Regions from separate parts of the Mus musculus genome. Here regions 1, 3 and 4 are each linked to region 2. The links are chromatin contacts, called in public ChIA-PET maps. All regions are on one chromosome and are shown on one strand. The core of a region is the stretch at or near the end of the contact, and the rest is flanking DNA. Distances in the headings are between cores, read along the strand shown.

The links. ChIA-PET counts read pairs in DNA pulled down with a chosen protein or histone mark.
Region 1: an RNA polymerase II ChIA-PET map of memory CD8 T cells shows a contact between it and region 2, with 6 times the contacts expected there. The contact joins two enhancer-like sites. A contact is called at or near these places in 1 of 484 Hi-C or Micro-C datasets (cortical neurons) and 2 of 115 datasets of contacts at active chromatin or transcription factors (large pre-B cells and memory CD8 T cells).
Region 3: an RNA polymerase II ChIA-PET map of memory CD8 T cells shows a contact between it and region 2, with 37 read pairs. The contact joins two enhancer-like sites. A contact is called at or near these places in 3 of 484 Hi-C or Micro-C datasets (double positive thymocytes and regulatory T cells) and 4 of 115 datasets of contacts at active chromatin or transcription factors (DN3 thymocytes, double positive thymocytes, memory CD8 T cells and 1 more).
Region 4: a contact with region 2 is called in an RNA polymerase II ChIA-PET map of memory CD8 T cells, with 8 times the contacts expected there. The contact joins two enhancer-like sites. A contact is called at or near these places in 5 of 484 Hi-C or Micro-C datasets (CD4 T cells, CD8 T cells, DN3 thymocytes and 2 more) and 5 of 115 datasets of contacts at active chromatin or transcription factors (the 230-238 cell line, DN3 thymocytes, double positive thymocytes and 2 more).

Annotation. Positions count from the first base shown.
Region 1 is chr14:15,675,881-15,678,978 of GRCm38.p6, forward strand. No RefSeq gene overlaps it. Among named protein-coding and RNA genes, the nearest start is that of Gm31804, 98 kb to the right of the region's middle. Within about 2 kb of position 1,836, at least 5 of the 459 cell types and tissues checked have an H3K27ac peak or open chromatin away from gene starts, as enhancers often do. A contact at or near this core is called in memory CD8 T cells, where this site is marked.
Region 2 is chr14:16,171,790-16,174,834 of GRCm38.p6, forward strand. It overlaps the pseudogene Gm8517. Among named protein-coding and RNA genes, the nearest start is that of Oxsm, 70 kb to the right of the region's middle. Within about 2 kb of position 1,757, at least 65 of the 459 cell types and tissues checked have an H3K27ac peak or open chromatin away from gene starts, as enhancers often do. A contact at or near this core is called in the 230-238 cell line, CD8 T cells, DN3 thymocytes and 4 more, where this site is marked.
Region 3 is chr14:15,745,475-15,748,800 of GRCm38.p6, forward strand. No RefSeq gene overlaps it. Among named protein-coding and RNA genes, the nearest start is that of Gm31804, 28 kb to the right of the region's middle. Within about 2 kb of position 1,562, at least 53 of the 459 cell types and tissues checked have an H3K27ac peak or open chromatin away from gene starts, as enhancers often do. A contact at or near this core is called in DN3 thymocytes, double positive thymocytes, memory CD8 T cells and 1 more, where this site is marked.
Region 4 is chr14:15,768,494-15,771,700 of GRCm38.p6, forward strand. No RefSeq gene overlaps it. Among named protein-coding and RNA genes, the nearest start is that of Gm31804, 5.0 kb to the right of the region's middle. Within about 2 kb of position 1,533, at least 67 of the 459 cell types and tissues checked have an H3K27ac peak or open chromatin away from gene starts, as enhancers often do. A contact at or near this core is called in the 230-238 cell line, CD8 T cells, DN3 thymocytes and 3 more, where this site is marked.

The DNA.
Region 1 (3,098 bases), core at 586-3,085, 500 kb before region 2:
ATTATTAGAAATTTCACAGGTATGATTTACCTTTTTCTCTCAGAGAAGCATCTAACAAGTGATCCATATCCTCTGTTCCTGCTGGAACATTCATTTAATGCCATATTTCATGTTTCTCATTCTTCAAGGCTACCACAGTGCCACACCATGCTTCTCTTCTCTGTAACATTCTTTATACAGTATCACAGTGACTCTAGCCATGGCTTGACTCCACCATGAGCTTCTCTGCATGTTCCCAACTCCTGAACTCCCTGGACAAAGAGTCTTCATAGCCAAAGTATCCTCTATGTCTGTCTGTATTGTACAGCTTGAAAGCCTTTTCCATCGTTTTGAATATCTTATATTGACATCAGTTAGAGTCTAAGAAACTATTAAACCTTTTTATTAAACCTTGAGGTTAGACTTCTAGAACAGAGGGCACTACTAGCTACTGTGTATCATCATAGAAATCTATGCAAGAATGCAAACCAGCCATCTTATTTGTAAGGAAGAACCAGCAGCTTTAGTCATCCTGGTGGGATCATCCTCAGCAGTAGCTTTGAACAGGACAGAATGGATAAGATAGAGGCTGGTGCACAGAGGCTGTTTCATGGCCAAGACAGAGAGAGAAGTCTTGGCTATTAGGAGAGTGTTAGATTTCCTTCAGTGGACTACTATGGGACCTCTCAAGGATTCTCAAGGATCATCCTAAACTGTCAAATTCAAGTTCTAAACCCAAAGCCTCACTGATTCAAGGCATCAGCCACATGGTTCTGGTAATGAGTACAAAGCATCATCTCCTTAATTATTAAGAACATTTCAGGCCAGGGAAAGAAGAGATGGTGTACTCCACTGCAAAAGAATGTCTATTCATGCTACCCACACACTCTTGTCTCAATCATAACAGCAGAGAAAACATTCCCAAAGAAGAAAAAGCACTCCAAGATTTATTTAGACTAATATAAGCAGATCTTTCACAGAGGCTGATGTGTGGAATCTAAAGATTTCATAGCTTCATTAACAGATATGTTACTCTTCTGCCCACAGCAGACACCTCCTGTGAGTGGCAACAATAGCTTTCTTCTACACCATCCTCCAGTCATTGACATAGATCTGCTTGACTCTCTTGTGAGTTCAAAGAGCCCACTGCAAAACAAACATGTAGATTAAAGGCTTGCTTTGGCCAAAAACTCAGAGCAATGAGTCTCTGAGAAATCTGGAACCTTTGAGAAAAAGACTTGTTCTAAAAACCATTATTGTAGTACCACAGGAAAAACAGCAATTACAGTGCCACAGTATTAACATGGTGCTTTATTAAGTCCATGGCAGACAGAGATGGCTCTGAAGTTGGGTGGTTGGTTTAGTGCCTGCTACAAGTGCTTGACTGAAGAATATAACTAAAGAACAGGGAAGGATTGGTTTAATCAGCTACTGGTGACATGCTGCCACCCAGACCATAACCAAGAGTGTCCAAGCGTCAACCATTACTGTGATCATTTGAATCATAAATGACTCCCACAGTCTTTGGTGTGTGAGTATTCAGTTCCCAGTTGGTGGCACTATTTGGCTAGATGTAGGGGATGTGGCCTTGTTGCACTATTTATGCTACTGGAGATGAACTTAGAAGTTTAGACACTCATAACGTTTTGAGCTCCCTCTCTCTCTCTCTCTCTCTCTCTCTCTCTCTCTCTCTCTCTCATTCCTGTTTGTAGTCTACAGTATGAACTATCAGCTGCTGCTCTAGCCACCATGCCAACTCTCCAACATCATGAACTCTACATCTCTATAACCATACACCTGAAGAAAGTGTTTCTTCTATAAGATGTCTTGGTTATGGTGTTTTATCACAGTAGAAAAGGAACTAATACAGGGGAACAAGCTGACCACAAAGCCACCAACTCCCTTCCTCTGGCCCATAACAACCTCCATTCTAATGAGAGGTTTGCATGAGATGAAATCCACTGTTGAAATGAGACTATTGTATCTAGACACATGGAGTTGTGCCTTTGTACAGAGACCTACTGTGACATGAGTATATTATGTGTTAGCTAGTTTTTGCATAGAGAATTGAGAGTGGATACTATAACTGCTCCATGGCAGGCTGGTTTTGTGGGGACCTAGATGACATGGATAAATAAGATCTTGGCCACAATGAACTGGCTTTTCATAAGGACCTGGCTGGCTTACTTTTTAGGTGACTTATCAAAACAGTGTATGAAAGAATGAAAGTAGGGTTTTGAGACTTGACAGAAAGTACAAAGTAGGAAAGAATCTGAAATCAATGGAAAATACTTCAAAACAGAAGCCCTTTACCAGAAATATGGCCTAGTTAAACAGTCATCCCACACTTAAGTACTGCAAGTTAAATCGCTATCTGGTGGATTTATTGTGTTGAAGTTCAGGCTGAACTTCCCTGCCCCTAATATTGAAGCAAAGTGAGACATCCAGGAGCAAAATCACCTCAGGTGTTGGTGAGCTCAGCAAAAATAGAGTCTCTGGAGACAGCTTCTTTGGGGCAGCATGTTTAGTGGTGGAAAATGACTACTTAAACCACTGGAGAGCTTTTTGAGTAAGTGTAAATTGTTAGCCAGGACTATGGCACTGAAGATTCCTCATTTGCATAGGAGGAAATCCAGGTGCTGCTGGACATGACCTTATAAGGAGAGTGAAAGTTTAAACGGGCTACTGGTCTATGTGACCTCCTCCAGGGAGCAAAGGTGGGATTGAGCTACCTGTGCTAGGACACACAGGCCTGAGGTAGTGTGGGAGCAATCCTACTTCTGTCTAACTCAGGATGAGATTTCTGGCATTTGGACACACTTTGACCCTACTCTTGTTTTGGCTGACTCTTCATGGATCCGTAGATCCACAACCCCACATTGATTGACTTCTATGAACACCTGTTGTATGCCATGGTGTGGTGTGAATTCACAGGTAAGGCCCTAGCTTACCTGTGAATTCGCTAGCTAACAACCCTGTGATCATAGAGAGAAAGAACTTTAAGTAAAAAAATCTGTGATAAAATGCTACTGAATGGAAGATTGAGATATATACTAGATGCATTGCTTAATTGTGCCTAGGAGCTGACAATAGGAGATATTCCTGGGGATGTCTGAGCA
Region 2 (3,045 bases), core at 507-3,006:
TTACCAGCTTTGGTGATGTCTAAAGGTCTTCCAATTAAGGGAGTTTCAGAACTGCCTTTGGTTGTTGAAGATAAGGTTGAAGGTTACAAGAAGACCAAGGAGGCTGCTAAAGAAACTTAAAGTTTGGGATGACATCAAAAATGTCTATTCCTCTCAGAGGACGAGAGGTGGCAAAAGCCAAGTGAGAAACCAACAGCAGACCCAGCAGTGGGGACCCTGTGTCCTATACAATGAAGATAATGGTTTCATCAAGGCCTTCAGAAACATCCTTGGTATTACTCTACTTAATGTAAGCAAAAACATTTTAAAATCTACTCCTGGTGGGCATGTGGGATGTCTCAGAATTTGGACTCAAAGTGCTTTCTGGAAGTTAGATGAGTAGTATGGCATTTGGCATAAGGCTGCTTTCCTCAAGAGTAACTGTAACCTTCCCATGCACAAGACGATGAACTCAGATCTTAGCAGAATCTTGAAAATCCCAGAGATTCAAAGAGCCCCCTGAGCACCACACAAGAAGATTCAGTGTAGAGTCTTGAAGAAGAATCCACTGAAGAACCACAAAGACTATGCACAGGAATACCATTCTTCCTAAGGCCAGAATCACAAACTTCAGGTGAAAAACTGGAAACAGCAGCCACTGCACAGGCAGCCAACTTGAAGAAGGTTGCAGCACAGGAGACTGCAGACAAGAAGTCGGCTGTAGGCAAGGAAGAAAGGAAGCCCAAGGATGTCAAGAAGATAAGAAGCCTGCAGGGGAAAAGGGTTGTGGCTACCAAGAAAACCAGCAGAAAAGAAACCTACCACAGAAGGAAAAAAGCCGGCTGCATAAACGATTAAAATTTGTTTCATTCCAGAGAGCCAATAGAGACAGTCTATTTGAATAAAAACATAACCAAAGGGGAAAAAACTAGCCCACACAAAAACACATAAAAAGAAAGCTATCTTGCTAAAATTCAATTGATTGAAAGAAAATAGAAAATCTAAAATAGCAATAAAAAATGTCAGAACTTCAGTACAACTGTCGCTTTTAAATGAAAGCAAATATTTTATAATAAATTGATAGATTATATTCTGTTTTTTAAAATGTGTGTGATGAATGTGAATTCAAGCATCAAATGGGGTACACTGAGGCACAGAATGGAAAACTGATTTCTTGGAACCTCACTAAGTGTATGAAGCCATCTACAAAAAGTGACAAATGCCATTACATAGTCTCGAGGTCTCATTTTATATACCTCCATTAAGGAACCCCTTTGTGATTTCACATATGTGACAGTGTCTGTGGGGCCACATAAGGATCCCATATTTGAGGCTGTGTCTGTCTTAGCCCTAAATCCAAGATGTACCAGCCAGGACACAGTCAGTAACTCTTCAATCTTCATATTGTAAGAAACATTTAATATTAGACTGTCCTGACAAACACTACAAAACTTTTGTTTACAACAAGGAATTCCAATCTCTTTACTTTCCCCATCTGGTAAAACCTTTATGCAAATGTTTTCATCCTTTCCAGGGTAAGCCTGATTTTACACAAATGCCCTGCTTGGCATCATCATATCTTAATGGTTCACTGCTCTGCTCATCTTCATTGTTTGCTCCAATTGTTTTGAAATTATCTACCCTCAAAAGACCATGAGGTCAAATCTCAGCCAATGGGGAAAAGACACAGTCAGCGGCTAGTTAAACACAAACTAATTGCACTTCCTGTGCAGGTGTGCTTGCTCACCCACAAACCGAGTTCACTTCCTGGGCAGGTGTGCTTGCTCAACCATCATTGTGAATAACACACCCTTCTGACAGGAAATAAACTTCTTTGTTGAGACACTTTAACCTGATTGTAATCTCTTTCTTTGCAACTTCAAACTTATTTCTAACAGCATCTTTCCTTGCCTCGTCCTAAATCAGTCTTGACTTGCTTAGGGAAGCCCTATTGCTGTTATGTAAGAGTACTAAACATTGTCTTATTGCCTTAAGCCACTGTGATTTCCAATGTTCTCTACTTGCCCCCTAAAGGTCAATGCTTGATCCAGGATCCACAGACTCACAGGCATGCAACATCAGTGAGTATTTTCTACCTTGACTTTCCCAACCACCAAGGCTCATCTGTTTAGTCCCTTTATGATGAGTCTGGCTATTTTACCCTAGTCTTGACCCTCATGGGATCTTTTCCAGGACTTCAAATGAATCCCTGAATGCTAGGCCTTCCATTTTTCCTCAGCCTAGCCTTGTTTCAGATATACCTCATTCTACCTCTGACCTTCTGATGTGCCTCCTTTGGTCCTTTCCAGGCTACCACTCAGTAGCAAGTAGCAAGGCTGTGGTCAATTATATCACATGTGGTTCCTGATAGACATCAAAAACTTCCATACCCACAAACCAGGCCTGGCTTGTCCAGCCTCTGCCCTATGCCCAAGCCTCAACCCTAGCTTCCAAATCTGCTATTTAATTTGCCCTTCTGCCCTGTTAAAGCCCTGCCAAGAAAATTTAATAACTGTAATTGCTTGCTGTAGTCATAATTAATCTGGAAAATGTGGAAGTGGTCTGTGTTACAGGTAGGAGTGCTTTACACAGGGATCTAGAGACATTCACACATGTAGCAAAACCAGAGGAAATTTGGCTACCAGCACTTTCACAGAGAACTTGCCTCAATCAGGATGTGGCTGATCCTCTAGGACTCTCTAAAAGCATCTTTGGAAACTCTACCTCTTTCTAACCAAGTGTTCCTACTGAAAACTCTCTACTAGGACCTAGGCAGGGAAGTATTCTTAAAAGGGCATTTCCCAAATTCTCCTCTGCCACAGGAACTTGAAGGAGGGGAAAATGGTCTGAATACAGACACAAGTGGTTAACCAAAATGATATATTCTACATTTTGCTTCCAGTGAGGCCCCTACAAGTAGACTCTCCTAGTTGGAGCCTGATCCTATATCCTCAGTCTGACTAAGGCATTGATTCAAACCAGATAAACCTTTTAGGACCAGAATGGTACTTGCCATATGACCCAAGTTTTCTGCTTTCTGGAGTCTCTGAGGAACAAAGATTTTTC
Region 3 (3,326 bases), core at 312-2,811, 430 kb before region 2:
AATTCATTGCTCAGTCCAGGATCAAATATGGTATATTCAAGGATGCCTCCTGGAATATTGACCATCTGAGGAAACATAAAAATATGACAAGGAACTTTAAATAGGAGGCACAGAAATTGTTTAAATCATTGGAAGTGGGGTGCAAGCTGGAGAAGAACTCAGTTATATCTTCTTTATGAAATGGATGTTGTATAATTAAAAAAATGAGTTGAGGAGGGCCTAGGCTGCCCCTGCTGGTATGTGAAAGCTTAAAAAACACATGTGATGTCTAAGGCTATTTTCTGATTCTATTTTAAAAGCTGAACTCAGTTGCCTGGTTGGAACTTTGGGGCTCATACAATGTTTTTGATGCTTTCTCTAAACTTGGAAACTCCTCGGTGTCACAGCCCAAAGGTGACATTCACCCATCACAGGCCACTCAACTCTGATGTGAGTATTTAGCAAAAATAGGTTGCCCACAGACGGTACCAGTCATTTACCTGACTGGCCTTATCCCCACTCCCTAGACACAGAAGTGAAATTTCAGAAATGAAAGTCGCTTGCTCAGGAATTGCAAAGAATGAAGCAAGAGCTGGATCCCTCCCCTTTTCTGTAGATTCTTCTGCTCTGTCTTTCTAAAAGGAAACATTTTGAACAAATAGAATCACAACAGACAACTCTATTAGATTCTCAGGCCTACCTGCTACATGTTACTTTTACAGTGGCAGTAGCCTTCCTCTTGGATACAAAAACCACCTTTAACATCTGTCAGCAGGATTCTCAGCCTGTGGTACAAAGCATGCCTGAGATTCCTGCTTAGGCTGGGCTGGAGCTCTGATAGGGAAAGCATGTTTACAGTGCTCTTTTGGGTCAATCACATTTTAGGATTTTTCCACACAGGGAAATTAAGTTTTCTTAATTAAATTTTAAAACCAGTGACATAAGAGGACTCAATAAATTATCATAGAAGCTAGTTGTGCTGAGCCACAGAACTTGAGAACTAAGGTTTGAACTATATGGTTACACACACACACACACACACACACACACACACACACACACACACACACACACACACACATATATATATATATATATATATATATATATATATATATATTCCCTATAGCACAGTAACTCCTCATCTTAAACACTAACCAACTGAAAATTATATTATCTCATGGAATTGACTTGAAGGAGTAAAGACTATTTTATCTCATGAAAGTACATATGCAAGGAAGCACACAACAGAACCTGGATATACTGGAGAGTGGAGGCTAGGATTAGAGGAGGATGCTTAAGCTCCTCCTCACATGGTTCTTAGTGGGATACACGGATACCAGCCAAAGCCAGCTTTAACTTCCTCCACTAGATACTTCTCTAAGATTGAATCAAATTGCTTTGTACGAACCTCTACCTGCTAGTTGATGGAAATCCCTTTACAGCAGATAAAGAGCATCCCGCATGAGTGACTACTGAGCACTAGGAGTCCAATTTGAGACCAAATATAAACACAAGATTAAATGTGAAGCCACAGGGTCCCCATCTGCCAGCATTGTGTTCTCTAAGAAGCATCACGAGACCTTCACTGAAGCCCAAGACAGGCGAGGCTCTGCCTAGTTACCACCTGGGTATGACTCAGAAACCCACTTCCTCTCACCAATCCCCCATCAAGTTACACATTTTTCTTAGTTTTTTTTTTTTCTGCTTAATATTTTTAATTTATTTTTATTAGGTATTTTCTTCATTTACATTTCCAATGCTATCCCAAAAGTCCCCCATACCCCCCCCCACTTCCCTACCCACCCACTCCCACTTCTTGGCCCTGGCATTCCCCTGAACTGAGGCATATAAAGTTTGCAAGACCAATGGGCCTCTCTTCCCAATGATGGCTTAATTTTTATTTTTCAAAGCCTCAGTAGCATTTTTTAAAAGCAGTTTGTAGGCAGTGTGAGTGTGAAGTGGTCTCTCCTTTGATAACACAAAGGGACAGTGAAGCAAGAACATGTGGGAACGTGATGAAGTAGGAGAGAGATGCTAGCTGAGCAACTTCAGGAGGGAGTCTCAATAATTAGCAATTTTGTTTTTAACCATTGTGGGCACTTCCATTTGTCCAGGTGTCCTGGCCTGGCCTGAAGCTGGAAATACCTGGGTTCTATCAGTAGTTCTGCCCTGCAAACTAAAATACCAAAAATACCAAATTGTTTAAGGGTGCTGACAGTACTCTGGTTTTTTTTTTTTTTTTTTTTTTTTGGTTTTTTTTTTGTTTTGTTTGTTTTGTTTTTTAATTTAACTTATCCTTTTCAGAATAGCAGCTGAAGCCTGGAACCTGTGGATGATCAGATACTTCACTAACCTTTAAGGGTGTGCCAGCAGAAGGTGTGCCAGGCAAGACACAGAAATGACAAGTCACATGAAGACCTCATGTGTAGGACAACTGTCCTGCTCAGCTCACTTCTCGTGCTTAGAGCAGGTTGATTATGACAACACTTTCCTGGGATCTATTTCGACTCTAAAGAATTTCTTCTTGTTTCATCTCTCATACATTCTCAACTATAATAAAATTCCTTTCGGAAACTCATTCTTTACATGGCATAAGACCATAGGACCATAGAGAGGAAGGTGGCACTGGAAGGTGCTCATGAGTACTTGTCCTTGCATCTTTAGCATCTGTACTAAGAAGACTACAAGTTACCTGTAGCCCAATGGAGGGCTTTTTCATTAAAGTCTTTGCATTTTGAAAGAGTCTGTGACTATTTGGAATGAAATAATTTAGATGAGCTTCTTCTGCTGGTGTTTTATGAAATGCCATTCTGAATGTGTTTTCATGGAATGGTGTTGTGTTGGTCAGGGAGCTATAGAATGTCTGACATATATATCTTAATCATAGCCTTTGATTCCTCTGGACCCAGAGAAGATCAATTAATCTGAGTACAGTAGTGTTTGCCTATAGCCGATACTTACTAACCAGTGCTGACTGGGTGGACCAGTGTAGATAGTGTTGATGCAGTGTGAAAACGTGGAAGACCCTTTCTTTTGATCATAGAATTTGCTGTTTCAAGACACATCAAGAGCTGAGCTTGCTGCCTTGTGCTTTGGAGGCCAAATAGGATTTGTAGAGAGAGAAACATCTGGTAAATGTCCCCAAGAAAATGGAAAGATTCAGAAGAGTGAAAGGAGAAACAACCCAGTATGACTTGGGAGACAATGAACCATCCTGGCAGGAACAAAGATACTCTCAAAAGAGACACTTGTGCCACTTCTTTTGAATATAAGACTATTGGGAGAAAATGGAACCCAAAAAAGTGGATATCACCAGAAATTGTAATAGATGAAGGGGAAGGTTG
Region 4 (3,207 bases), core at 283-2,782, 400 kb before region 2:
AACAATTATCTTGGCCATTCCAATTCAATCTTGTTGGGATAGTCTGCATGCTGCTCTGCTATCTGCCTGATGAGAAGATTCTGTGTAAAGCTTCCAACATTCACAGGCCTTCTTTCAGGCTTTACATCACTCTTCAGATGCTCTGCTGAGGTCCCATATTTTCCTAGCTATCTTTTCATCCATCACTCTAGATGTGGAAAACAAGATCGTGATCTTGTGGTCATCTTAGCCACATAGTACATACTGTCATTCTGTCACTTCTGAAACATGCCCTTTCTTTGCTGTCTTCCAGTCTTGTATGTTGAAAAGATGAGCTTCCTGTAGATACTGTTGGCCAGTACCAATTATTGTGAGTTTGTTTACAGTTCTTGAAGCAAGAACATCAGAAGTGTTCAGGTATAGAGCCCATGGAGCACACTCCCAGACCCACCTGTGCTCTCAGTAACTGGATAACATTCAATAGTCCCTCTGGCAAGCATACTGAATTATGTCCCTTACACTATGGCACCAATGGAAGGGAAAACACACAACACAAAAGTGATGAGATCAAGTAAACACTAGATTGTGATCAGACTTTACAGAACAGCCCTTCATGAGGGGGCAAAATAGCTTCAGAATTTAGACCCATGGCACCACTTCCAACAATAAACAGATGGATCTAAAGTCCTGAATCCCACTATGATCAGCCAAACCCATGGCTCCCCTGGGGTCTGAAGGCGAAGTAATGCATGATGGGAAATGCCTGTGATTCTAGGTGGAACCCTGAGGTAATGTACCAGTCACCAGGTCACTGTGACCATGACTTTACTGACCTTTTTGACTTTGAATTGTAGTGGTGATAGATTCTGAGATTTTTTGGGGGGGATAGTCACAGGATTCCTAACAGTAGCATATGCCTGTCCACATGCCCATGTAATACCAACCCTCATGCCTGCTGGCTTCTCTAAGTTGGTCCTTGGGGAACACTTTCAGTGTCAGCTCACTAACCCTGTCTTTTACAATTCTTGGCACTCTATTTTGTACATTTGAGAAGAAATAAAAGTGCTAACCCAGCTTGATGAGCCCTGTGTGGTTCTGGTTCTCTACATTGAGCGTTGGTTTTTTTGTTCCTGGAATAAAAATGATCCAGAAGATTTTACAGCCATTGAAACATTTGTTCGCTGTGCTGAGAACTTAAGAGGACATTCTAAAATGGTTTTCAAAATGTTTTTATGATGATGACATCAGCTGATATGAGTTTACTGTCTCTTGAGGCAAAGATCTTGAAAGCATTAGTGCTCTATTGCCAGCCCATGTCATCTTTGTTTGGCCCTCAATGGGACACAATTCCGGGTGTTTTATTCACCCTCAAAACACTTCGTTTCAAAGGGAGTTTAAACACTGTATAATAAACAGTAAAATTCAGGAGCAGAAAAAAATGAAAATGTAGGTGAGACAAGAAGGAAGTGAGAAACAGTCTTACAGAAAGCAACACTGCAGCCACAGTGTGAACCACAGTGTGACACCCATGGGAAAGGGAAACCAAGCCGCAGCCATGAGACAGGAAGAAGCCGGCTGCTGGGAAAGAATGACGTCACTTTCAGCAGTTACTCTTTTCTGGTAGAACGGGGAGGGTCAGACACGTTTTCTTCAGAAAAAAAAAAGAAAAGAAAAAAAAGAATGGAAAAATGGTTCCAATCAGTTCTGTCTCAGTGCCAGAAGGAATGAGACCCATGCTGCTGCACATCAGGTCAGTCCACAGGATGTGGCTGCATCCTTCACAGCTTTCTAAATGCAGAAGCTTTGAATCAGTAAGCCTGCTTTTAGTGAAATACAGTTTCAAGTCCAATTATGATGATATACACCTGTAACTCCATCAGGAGCTGAGACAGGAGGGCCACTTCTCCAAGATAACTCCTTCAGTGAACACAGGACTCCTAAAGTCAACACAGCCATGGAGGTTGCATGAGAGAACTTGCCCAAACCATGAAGCCTTGAGCCTTACCTTTCTTGGCATTTTAAGCACAAAAAAAAAAAAAAAAAAAAAAAAAAAAAACCATATCCTGGTCAGAACACTTCAGTTAACAAGAGCAGTTAGCAAGAAGTAGAACTGCAGGAGCAAAAAAGCAGTTAGTACATTTGTGGCTTTTCCAGCCACATCCCTGGACCATTGATGTAACCTTTGTATCTATTTTGTGAGGTGGTTTAGGTCTAAGTTCTTGTGTCAGATGTCCCCGCCTATGTTCTGAGTTCCAACACCTGAATGGGTTTCTGTCATTGCAATAGTTGTGCTAAGGTCTGGGAGCATGTTAGTTATATCATAAGCATGAGTCCAGCCTGAGGTACATATCCTGCCTCATGATATCAATCAAATAATAATAATAATAATAATAATAATAATAATAATAATAATAATAATAATAATAATTCAATTGAGAATACTTAATTTTGAATAATATAAATACCACTAAGAAAAGTAATTTGTAAATAATCCCCAAACTCATTTGATCGAGTCAATTGTGAACTAATAATTAATAGTTAAGATGTAAGGATTGTTACTCCCAAATATTTTTAACATAGAATATATGACATATCTCCTCCTCTCTGAGAGATATGAGGCTGCACTATCTTATTACATACCTCTGAAGATTTCAGCTAAGTCACACACATCTAATGATGCTGGTCAGGAGTCATCTCCACACAGTGGACATGAGAGCTGGAAATTGTTAGGTACATGATAATGTTTGAGACAAGGTGGGCAAACTAAAGAATGATTAAAAAGTATCATTAAATCAGCTCTCAGAAAACGATTCTAAAATTCATTGTCATTCATTTTTTTCTGTTTGCTCCATGGGGTCTGACTCCTTGCATCCAGTCTTCTATTTGTTGATTCTAGTGACAGCTTACAGTGTTAGTTTCGAAACTAGTTCATGATTCTTCATAGTGTGTGCAATATAGATTCTGAGCTCCTCCATGCTCTGTCTGAGAATGCTGTGTCTGTTCCCATTCATTATGGGGAGGAGAACGTATGTGGTTAGTTTTGGTAGCTACAGGCTCTTCTGGCAGTGACAATATCCTGGTGATTCTTCTAAGTCCAAGAAATCCCACTCACTGCATTGTGTATGGCTGATGGGAAAGAGAGCCAGAGTTCCCTGGCCTTCCCTGCTGTGGCACCTAACATGTGGGATTTTCTGTACTGGCTATCCTGGTGCTGAGTCCTCTGGCTGA